3 separate regions of the Mus musculus genome follow, and all the other regions are linked to region 1. Evidence: chromatin contacts called from public HiChIP or PLAC-seq and promoter capture Hi-C data. All regions are on one chromosome and are shown on one strand. The core of a region is the stretch at or near the end of the contact, and the rest is flanking DNA. Distances in the headings are between cores, read along the strand shown.

What was found. Promoter capture Hi-C pulls out the DNA fragments that hold promoters and counts their contacts. HiChIP or PLAC-seq counts read pairs in DNA pulled down with a chosen protein or histone mark.
Region 2: an H3K27ac HiChIP or PLAC-seq map of embryonic stem cells shows a contact between it and region 1, with 7 read pairs. The contact joins the enhancer-like site here to the promoter of Eri3 in region 1. A contact is called at or near these places in 5 of 39 promoter capture datasets (cranial neural crest, embryonic stem cells, hematopoietic stem and progenitor cells and 1 more), 3 of 484 Hi-C or Micro-C datasets (embryonic fibroblasts and embryonic stem cells), 7 of 115 datasets of contacts at active chromatin or transcription factors (bone marrow-derived macrophages, embryonic brain, embryonic forebrain and 3 more) and 3 of 9 other capture datasets (adipose tissue, liver and pancreatic islet).
Region 3: a promoter capture Hi-C map of embryonic stem cells shows a contact between it and region 1, with 2.0 times the contacts expected there. The contact joins the enhancer-like site here to the promoter of Eri3 in region 1. A contact is called at or near these places in 11 of 39 promoter capture datasets (the 3T3-L1 cell line, 3T3-L1-derived adipocytes, the C10 cell line and 8 more), 1 of 484 Hi-C or Micro-C datasets (bone marrow-derived macrophages), 4 of 115 datasets of contacts at active chromatin or transcription factors (craniofacial prominence, embryonic stem cells, epiblast stem cells and 1 more) and 3 of 9 other capture datasets (adipose tissue, liver and pancreatic islet).

What each region holds. Positions count from the first base shown.
Region 1 is chr4:117,549,106-117,551,805 of GRCm38.p6, reverse strand. Eri3 (exoribonuclease 3) reads right to left here and starts at 1,441. Exons shown (of 9, transcript NM_080469.4): 1 at 1,076-1,441. The coding sequence starts at 1,210.
Region 2 is chr4:117,379,266-117,381,965 of GRCm38.p6, reverse strand. All of the region lies in intron 2 of Rnf220 (ring finger protein 220), which reads left to right. Among named protein-coding and RNA genes, the nearest start is that of Gm40231, 61 kb to the right of the region's middle. Within about 2 kb of position 1,290, at least 20 of the 459 cell types and tissues checked have an H3K27ac peak or open chromatin away from gene starts, as enhancers often do. A contact at or near this core is called in embryonic brain and embryonic stem cells, where this site is marked.
Region 3 is chr4:117,351,776-117,354,475 of GRCm38.p6, reverse strand. The region is part of intron 2 of Rnf220 (ring finger protein 220); the gene reads left to right. Among named protein-coding and RNA genes, the nearest start is that of Gm40231, 34 kb to the right of the region's middle. Within about 2 kb of position 1,310, at least 21 of the 459 cell types and tissues checked have an H3K27ac peak or open chromatin away from gene starts, as enhancers often do. A contact at or near this core is called in embryonic stem cells, where this site is marked.

The DNA of each region.
Region 1 (2,700 bases), core at 192-2,691:
TAATTTGGAGTGCTTAAGTTGCCAAAGTGCTCTGAGCTCCAGTGAAGCACCACAGAATCCATAAAGGAAACCTTATCAATCACTTCCCGGCAGCTCCCTTCCCCCAGGCAGCACCTGCCGACAGGCAGCCAAGTGGGTTTCTAACCAAGATCACAGGCATACATTAGTGGAGTCACACTCCAAGTCACTGTTATAAATTGGCTTTTAAATGGTGGGCGATTCAAGTATAATATACTTAAGGTCCAAGACCGAGCCCACTAAAACAAGGTATACTGTGTATGATAAAGTCAGAATAAAGCTGAATTTGATGAAGCCAGTTTTCTGGTACAAACTCTACAGTCAAAAATCATTCGGCCAATCACAATCTACTACAGTTAAATAGCTTAGTCTTTGGCCAATGGGATTCATGTTTTGCTGCCCTTGGGCTGGGAAACCAATGAAATGCACTAGCAAATGCAAGCCACAAAAATGGTCAGAGACAATTATTGGCCCCAGTCATTGCGAAATCCAGCCTGAGGGGCAAGCTCTGTATCTCCAGATGAGGGGCCCCATACCCAGCATCTTCCAGGCCAACGTCGAGCAGCTGACATTTCACAAGAACTCAACCCAAGTCATGCTTTCTTTGTTTTAAGAAGACACCTGTTGCTGGACCACTTGCAATAAAGACATACAAAAAGCTACCTGGGTTAAGGCTCTTTCTCCACTCTGTCCACCTCTGTCCACCATTATTACCCACAGCTTGTGACTTACAAGGAAGTAAAGTGCTAGCATGTGTGCCTGTGCCAAGATGCGGAGGGGGTAGTCTATAAATAATTCCTTAATCTTCTACTTTATCTGGTCAAACCTCTCTCCTTCTCCAGAAATCTCAAACCAGGCCCTTTCATCAACTCACCCAGTCTCTCTCGCAAAGCCGAGCTCCCCCACCGCCCTCCCCAGCTATCCCTTCGCCCAGAGTTCTAACATCCAGGGTGAGCACCAGGCCAGAATCCCAGGCTCCTTAAGTGTGCGCGCCACGACCCACACCCCGCATGCATTAACCAGGGCCCAAGCTGGGGGCCCTCTCAATCTCACCCACCCCAGGGTGTTGCCCCCAGCTCGGGCCCATCCAGGTCCAGGGAAGCGTAAGGGGAGGGGCAGGGGGCCAGGAGACCAGCCCTCCTTCCCAGGGCCGCCCCCGCCCCCCGTCAGCTGCCGGAGAGGCTGTCGCCATGGCAACGCCCCCTCCTCCGGGCCAGCACGGCAGGCTCTCTCCAGGTGCAGGCCCCGGCGTCTCCCTCGGCCTCAGCAGACGCTCCGGGCAGTTGACGGCAGCGGGCACGGCCCGCGCCGCCTGCGGCGCTGGCCAGGCAGAAGCAGGGCCAGCTCCGCCCGCTTCCCACAGCCCGTTCCAGGCAGCCTCAACAGCGGCAGCCAGCACCACGAGTCCACAACACACCGACTCACCTCCGCGCACTCTGACCCCGACCGACGCGGTGGACGGGCGGGCGTGGTAGCCAACCGCTGAGCCCGCTGCTAGCGCCTTTGGCCAATGAGCTGGAGTAAGGCGGGGCTTCTTCTCTCCAAACGCTCTCTCTCCCGCCGACATGCGCGTTAAGGTGTGTCAAGATGGTGACCGTTGGCTCTGGGCCTTGTGGGACTTGTAGTTTAGAGGAGCCACGTATTCAAAAGAGAAAGGGAGGGTCACTTCTAAACAGTGAAAGGGGTTTTCTTAAAAAATAAATAAATGATAATAATAAAATAACCCGAAATCTTCGTCAGGCCTAAAATGACCCAGATGCTCTACTTATTTTCCCCACCTTGACTGTAGGCATTCGGTGAGTATGGGCTTAGGAGACATTCTCTTTAGGCGACACTTTTCTGTGATTCATTGTCAACAAGTAATCGTTATCTACTTTCTGATGCGGGCCTGAGGGAAATCTGGAAAGAAGGGAGGCGAATTCAGCTAAAAAGAAAATGCTGAGATTTCTGAAGGGCCTTTCTGAGGAGGAAGCTTCTGGCTTGTTGAGGCCCTCAGAGGAACTGTCAGGGTTAACAAGGTTTCTGGCCATAGCTGTAGTGGGTCTTTCACAGTCAGTCTCTCCAGGCAGCTGGGGAGAACTTCACCTAAAGCGATGGGTGAGTGTCTCCATCTTAGCTGTGCTTCTCTGGGAATCCACGTTATGAAATGGGAAGCATCAGTCTTAAGCCACTGGTGATTTTGACAGCCTCTCAGTCAGATCCATCTTAGGAGCCATCTTCAGTTACCAAGCTCCTCTGTCTGCCACCTGCTATTTTCCTTTAAGACAGCTAATATCAGTTCTGGACCCTGCCACCTCTGAGATCTTAATATAATGGTTCCTGCCTGAGCTGGAAATGCCTGTAATCCCCATATCAGAGAATGCCTTCTTTAATCTCATGCACATAATGGGTTAGATGGTTCTACTGTGAACCTACAGAACTGAGCACAGCACTTTACAATTGTCTCCCTGCCATCTCTCTCCCAGGAATTGAAACTCGTTTAAGATAGCTATTCATTTCCATATTGTTCATGCTGCATGGCTTATACCCAGTATGGTGTCAGTCATAGAGCAGCTATGCAATAATGTGTTTCTGACAAATGAAGGAGTAAACTGCAACAGAGACAGATATCACTCACCCCAACTGAGAAAAGGAGAGCCACGATTGCCTGTCCCCAAATCTTGGAACTAAAACTGGAGCTTC
Region 2 (2,700 bases), core at 41-2,540, 170 kb after region 1:
ATCATCAGCCTAAATCCTGAGTGTCAAAGCTCCACAGTCAAATGGTCACCTCTGTGGACATCTGTGGTTGGATGTGGACGGGTAGACTCTAAAGTGTAGAGAAACCTGGGGATGTAGCTTGGTTGGCGATGTGCTGGTCTAACGTGCACAAACCCTGGCTCAATCCCTGTGTGATCCCAGCCCTCAGGGAGGCAGAAGGATCGGAAGTTCAAGTCCACCCTCACCTACATAGGGAATTTGAGGCTACCGGGAGCTATCTAAGAACCTTCCCTATCCTACACACTCAAGCACACATAGTGTGTGAGGCAGGTGTAATGATATTAACACACAACTGTCATCCCGGCACTTGAGAATAGGAAGATTGAGTTCAGGCCAGCTTTGGTTATAGAGTGAAACCCAGTCTCAAAAAAAAAAAAAAAGATCAATTAATTACTTTAATTTAAAAGATATAAAGAGCTAAGGCAACAAAGAAACATATCTGGGATAGAAATACACTAAATATTTTAGATGTGAGGCTTTTTTAGTTATTCAAAGATGGAAAAAAGCAATTGGGTTGAGCAGGTGGTATGTGACCAAGGACAACTGAAGAGTAGCCAAGCTTAGGGTACTGTGTATCCCCTCTATTCTTAGGTGCACCGTCCCTGGAGGAGGTGGGTTCTTCTGGGAAATGCGTTTACTATGAGGGTGCTTGCAAGGAGCTCAGAGTCCAAGACAAAATGGTCTTAAAATGTGGCTGTCACTTGTGAATAAGGAGATCTATCCTGGCTCACTAAGAGGCAGATGACTCTCAGAGGTTGATCCTCAGCCCTTAAGGTTAGCCTGTTTTCTGATCCCCACTCCTATCCCTGACACAGCACAAAGCCTTGTGTCACTGACTGTGTCCATTCAGCTCCTAGTAAGATCCACCACTTACCAAAGGTGAGGGTCCCTTGCAGATGAGGAAGGCCGGCTGTACAGGGCCTGGGTGAGACTTCCAATCAGGAGCAGCCTTTGAAGAACTGGCTTCTTGGGTCCCACAACCGATTCCTGACAGGCTGTGGGAACTAGTGGTTTTCCTTGTGCATGAGTCCTTCCCATGAGGTTGTGACACACCATGCACAAGTCCTGCTTTGCGCAGTTGCAGTGAGACCCAGCCATGATGCACAGCGGGGGCCCCGAAGCCTTTTCCTATCCCAGGAAAGCCCAGGGAAGGCCTGTCTTATATTAGCCAGGGAGGTAAAGTCAGATCTCTCACTTGCTGGGTGTGTCTGGATGGCCCTGAGACTACAGAGGTCAAACAGGAGTCTCCAAGGACCTGCTGATCTCCAGGAAGCCTTGGGTGGAGACACCAGAGCCCGGGGTAGAGATCACCATGGGCGCACTATAGGGAGAAAGCTGCAGGAGTAAAGCTATTCTGAGCTCTGCTCCTGAACAGGCAGGCACCTTCCATGTGGCTCTGTAAGACCCCACTAAATAGACACAGACTCTGCACCCGGGGGTTCTGAGTCACCCCAAAAGCCATGGGCCTGCAAGCCTCAGCTCTCTCTCTCCTCCTTTCTCTGGAGCTGCTAGACTGTGGAGATGGGAAGGATGGATCTCTGTAGCTTCACTCTCATGAAATGGCGCATCAGTAAGTGCTACTTAAGAAAACACATGGTCTGCCCCTCAAAAAGGCCCCCCTCTGCTGCCGCCGCCACCAACACCTTTCTTTATTCCGCCCAAACCTCACCAAGGGGAATTCGAAACAACTGTGGTGATAAATCCGCCTGCAGATAATTGGCAAGAAAACAACACTTGTGCAGTATATAACGTTTTATGGTTGTTTCATGTACTTTATTATAATACTAATGAGCAGTTATATATCAGGAGCTAACTGCACGCCGGATTAGCTTGTTAGCATGATATGAAATGGCAGAGCAAACAGTCCAGGCCCCTCGCTCCCTGCATGCCTCCCCCACCCTTCCTCCCTACCCCTCGGTCCCATTTGCACTCAGTAATTAGTATGCAAATGAGGCCCCGGGACCACACAAGTTCTAGTATATTACAAGGGCTTTATTATGCTCTTGTGAGTACATGATAGAAACGGCCCATGACAGTGTTTATCTCACTAGCTCTGTCCTGCCTTCCCCTTTATCTCTCTCTCCCATCTATCCCTTGGTATACAGAGAGAGAGAGAGAGAGAGAGAGAGAGAGAGAGAGAGAGAGAGAGAAAGAGACTCCCTTGCATGGTTGCTTGGTCTACAACCAATCCCTTCCTACATCAGACCTTCAAATTTGATAGTGGTCAAACAGGTCTTCAAGCCTTGATCTGAACATACCCAATGACCATGCTGGGAGCCCAGTTCCACTTCCAGTCACCAAACTAAAAGAAAAATTTCCCTTTTCTGCGTTTTTCTTTTTGATCTTATGTGTACACACCATGCACAAGTCCTGCAAGTAGCAGTGAGACCCAGCCATGATGCACAGCGGGTCTTTATCTTATGTGTACTTGTACACATACGTGTATGCATGTGTATGCGTGTGCGTGTGCATGAGTGCGCACACAATCGCTCCTATGTAGAGATTAAAAGACAGGTGTGGGTCCCACCTTCCGCCTGTTTGAAAAAGGGACTCTTGTTTGCTGCTGTGTATACCAGGTCGGCTGTCCAGTGAGCTTCCAGGTGTTGCCCATCTCTACCTCCCATCTCCTCAGTGCTGAGATCACAGGTGACTACTCCCCCA
Region 3 (2,700 bases), core at 61-2,560, 200 kb after region 1:
AGACCCACATTACATGGTGGACAGAGAGAGCTGACTCCCTCAGGCTGCCTTCCACACATGTGCTGTGATACACACATGTGCATACTTTCCACCGCAGTAAACTAATGGAAGCTTAAAATGGCTAAAGTTTATTTGAGAGAGAAGGAAGGGAAGACAGAAGGAAAAACAACAGTCTTGGTTGAACTTATCTGCCCCTTGGGTTCTAAGGTCCCATAGTGCAAGGACTTTAGGGAACCAACTCTGTGACCCCGGCACTAGTGTGAGGCTCTGACCCTATAATGTGCTCTGTGAATATGTGAATGAGTGGACGCACTATCAGCCCGGAACCCACAAAGCCAATAGTGCGTGTTGGTCCTGTGCCTAGGACTGTTGCTAAATAGCAATTTCCCATGAAACCGAGAGAATAAGGCCAGTTGGTGTAGACACGGAAGCGCTGGGGGGTGGGGGGTCGGGGGGGAGCCAAGGAAGCCTGAGGTTGGTCAGAAGGGACTGAGGAAGGAGGCAGGGAGAGGTCAGAAAGGCAGAGTTTCCTGGGAGGTGAATTATCAGAGGGACCACCACCGGTGGGGCAAGCACCCACCTAGTGGGTAATAGAGTTATGGAGGAGGCCCAGGCAGAGCTAGGGAGAGCAATGGGAACTGCTTAATCTGCCCCCGGGAAGTATAGGCTGGGGATGAGCGGGCAGGAGGCAAGCAGGCCCATTCCTCAGCTGCTAATGCCCCCAGCCTAACACAATTACCCTGTCCTTCTCCCTCAGCTCAGGCAAGGGGGAGGTTGTGAGGAGGGCAAGCATGCCCCGCAGCTGGGGAGGTGGAGGTCCCCCCACCCCCCACCCCCCACTGGAAATCCAATGAACTGTTGCACTTGGCGTTAGCAGGAACTGCCCACCTTCACTGAAGGGCTTGCTGAGAGACTGGGGTGGGGTTCAGAGAGGTGCTGCAGGAAGAACTGGGATGCTGGCATGTTCTGGCTTCCCTGAATACCAATGGGATTTGACCAGGATGCTGTTCTCGCCCTGTGACCCCATTCTTCTGGCCTTATCTCTTCTCCAAGGCCAGTATGATAGCCTTGATCCCGCCTGGGGCTGGCCCCCAATGGCTTTTCATCCCCCACCTCGAAGCCCCTCACCCTCCCTCTCCGCTCACATTGATATAAATTGAGGCTTCGGCTGCCTTTAAATAGTCCGATCTATCAGAGGGGCACACGCTGCCCATAAATCTGCTGGGCTGATGGCTCTCTAAGTGGACTGATAGGAGCTATTTCCGGCAAGGTGTTCAGTTACCGTGCCCCTCCCTTCCCTCCCAGTAGCTTGCCCTTCCCCAGGGGCAGGGACCCTTTTTGTCATCTGGTAATTGGCATTTTTTCACTTGCACTTGGTCCTATGGAGGGAGCTCAGGGCCCAGCCAGGCCCTAACCAGATTAGCATTGGCTTTCAGTGAAGGCCCCTCTAGAGTCGACCTTCTAGTTCAAGAGATCAAGATCGAGCTGTTGGCTCAACAAGGAAAGTGACCGAGGTGGGAGGCTTGCACCCAGGAGAGCCAGACTAAGTGTAGTGTAGCAGTGCTCAGCTCCTCGAAAGCTAAGCCTGCTAAGGCTCCAGGCTGCAGGGCATACAAAACTCCAGAAGACAGGCTCTGCAGTGGGGAGTCATCCTAACCAACCATCAGAATCCATCCGATTCCTTATTTCTCTAGAAATGGCTTGGCATTGAGGATAGGAGTCTCGGGTTGGATTTCTCCAGACGTGCTGTGTGGATCTAAAATGCGCTGGGGAGCCATGGCCCAGCTGTTACAAGGGATCCAGTGCAGGAGTCCGGACATTACCCTCAATTTGGAAGGCAGTTGTTAATGTATAGACTTCCCCGAGGGAGAGACACAAGGCTTGTGAAAGCTTGTCCCAGCTAGGGGAGACACAGCAATACCCTTGGAGGTCACCCCTGTGACCTCTGATCAGAAGGTCACTATGGTCATTTACAGGTCATCACCTAGTGTTTTCTCTCTTGTTCTTTGTTTTCAGAGGGCAGAAACTTAGCCAGCCCAGCTCCACAGACCCAGGCCTGGCTCCTGCCAAGGCCTCCCAGAATGTTCTTCCTAAAGGTCTTGTATCTAAAGAGCAGGGAAAGCCAGAGGTGGCTAAGGGCAGAGAGAAGCTGGCAGGATTGTTCTTGGACATTATCCAGGTTTCTTTCCTGAAATCCTAGCTCTTGGAATGGATGCGGTGGGTGGGTCCGAGTCCTTTCGCAGGGTGCAGGAGGTAGGATGTTTTTGATTGGGACTCAGGAAAAGGCTGAACAAAAGCTTGGATAAGGGTTATTTTGAGCAAATTGAGACTTGCAGATTTCACTGACCCTTCTTCGGGCATAGCGAGAGGGTGAGATCCCTGCTGTGTGGGATCCTTGGACATGGACAAAAGCTAGCAGTATAGCCCCAGCCAGTCTTGGAACTCAAAGGGACCTTTTCTCCTGCTCTAGGCAAGGCTGGTCACTCATAGCAGGGACAAACCTAGAGACCCTGAGAATGACAAGGAAAGTGCCCAGTACCATGAAGGCCATGGAGGTCTTTACCATAGCCCTTCTCAAGATATCTTTGAAGAGACCTGGGGAGAATCTAGCCTTCCTGAGTTGGACTGGTTTGAGGGGAGCAGCTGTTGTTTAAAAGAAATCCTGAGATTCAGAGGCAACACCCTCAAATCCAGAGACAG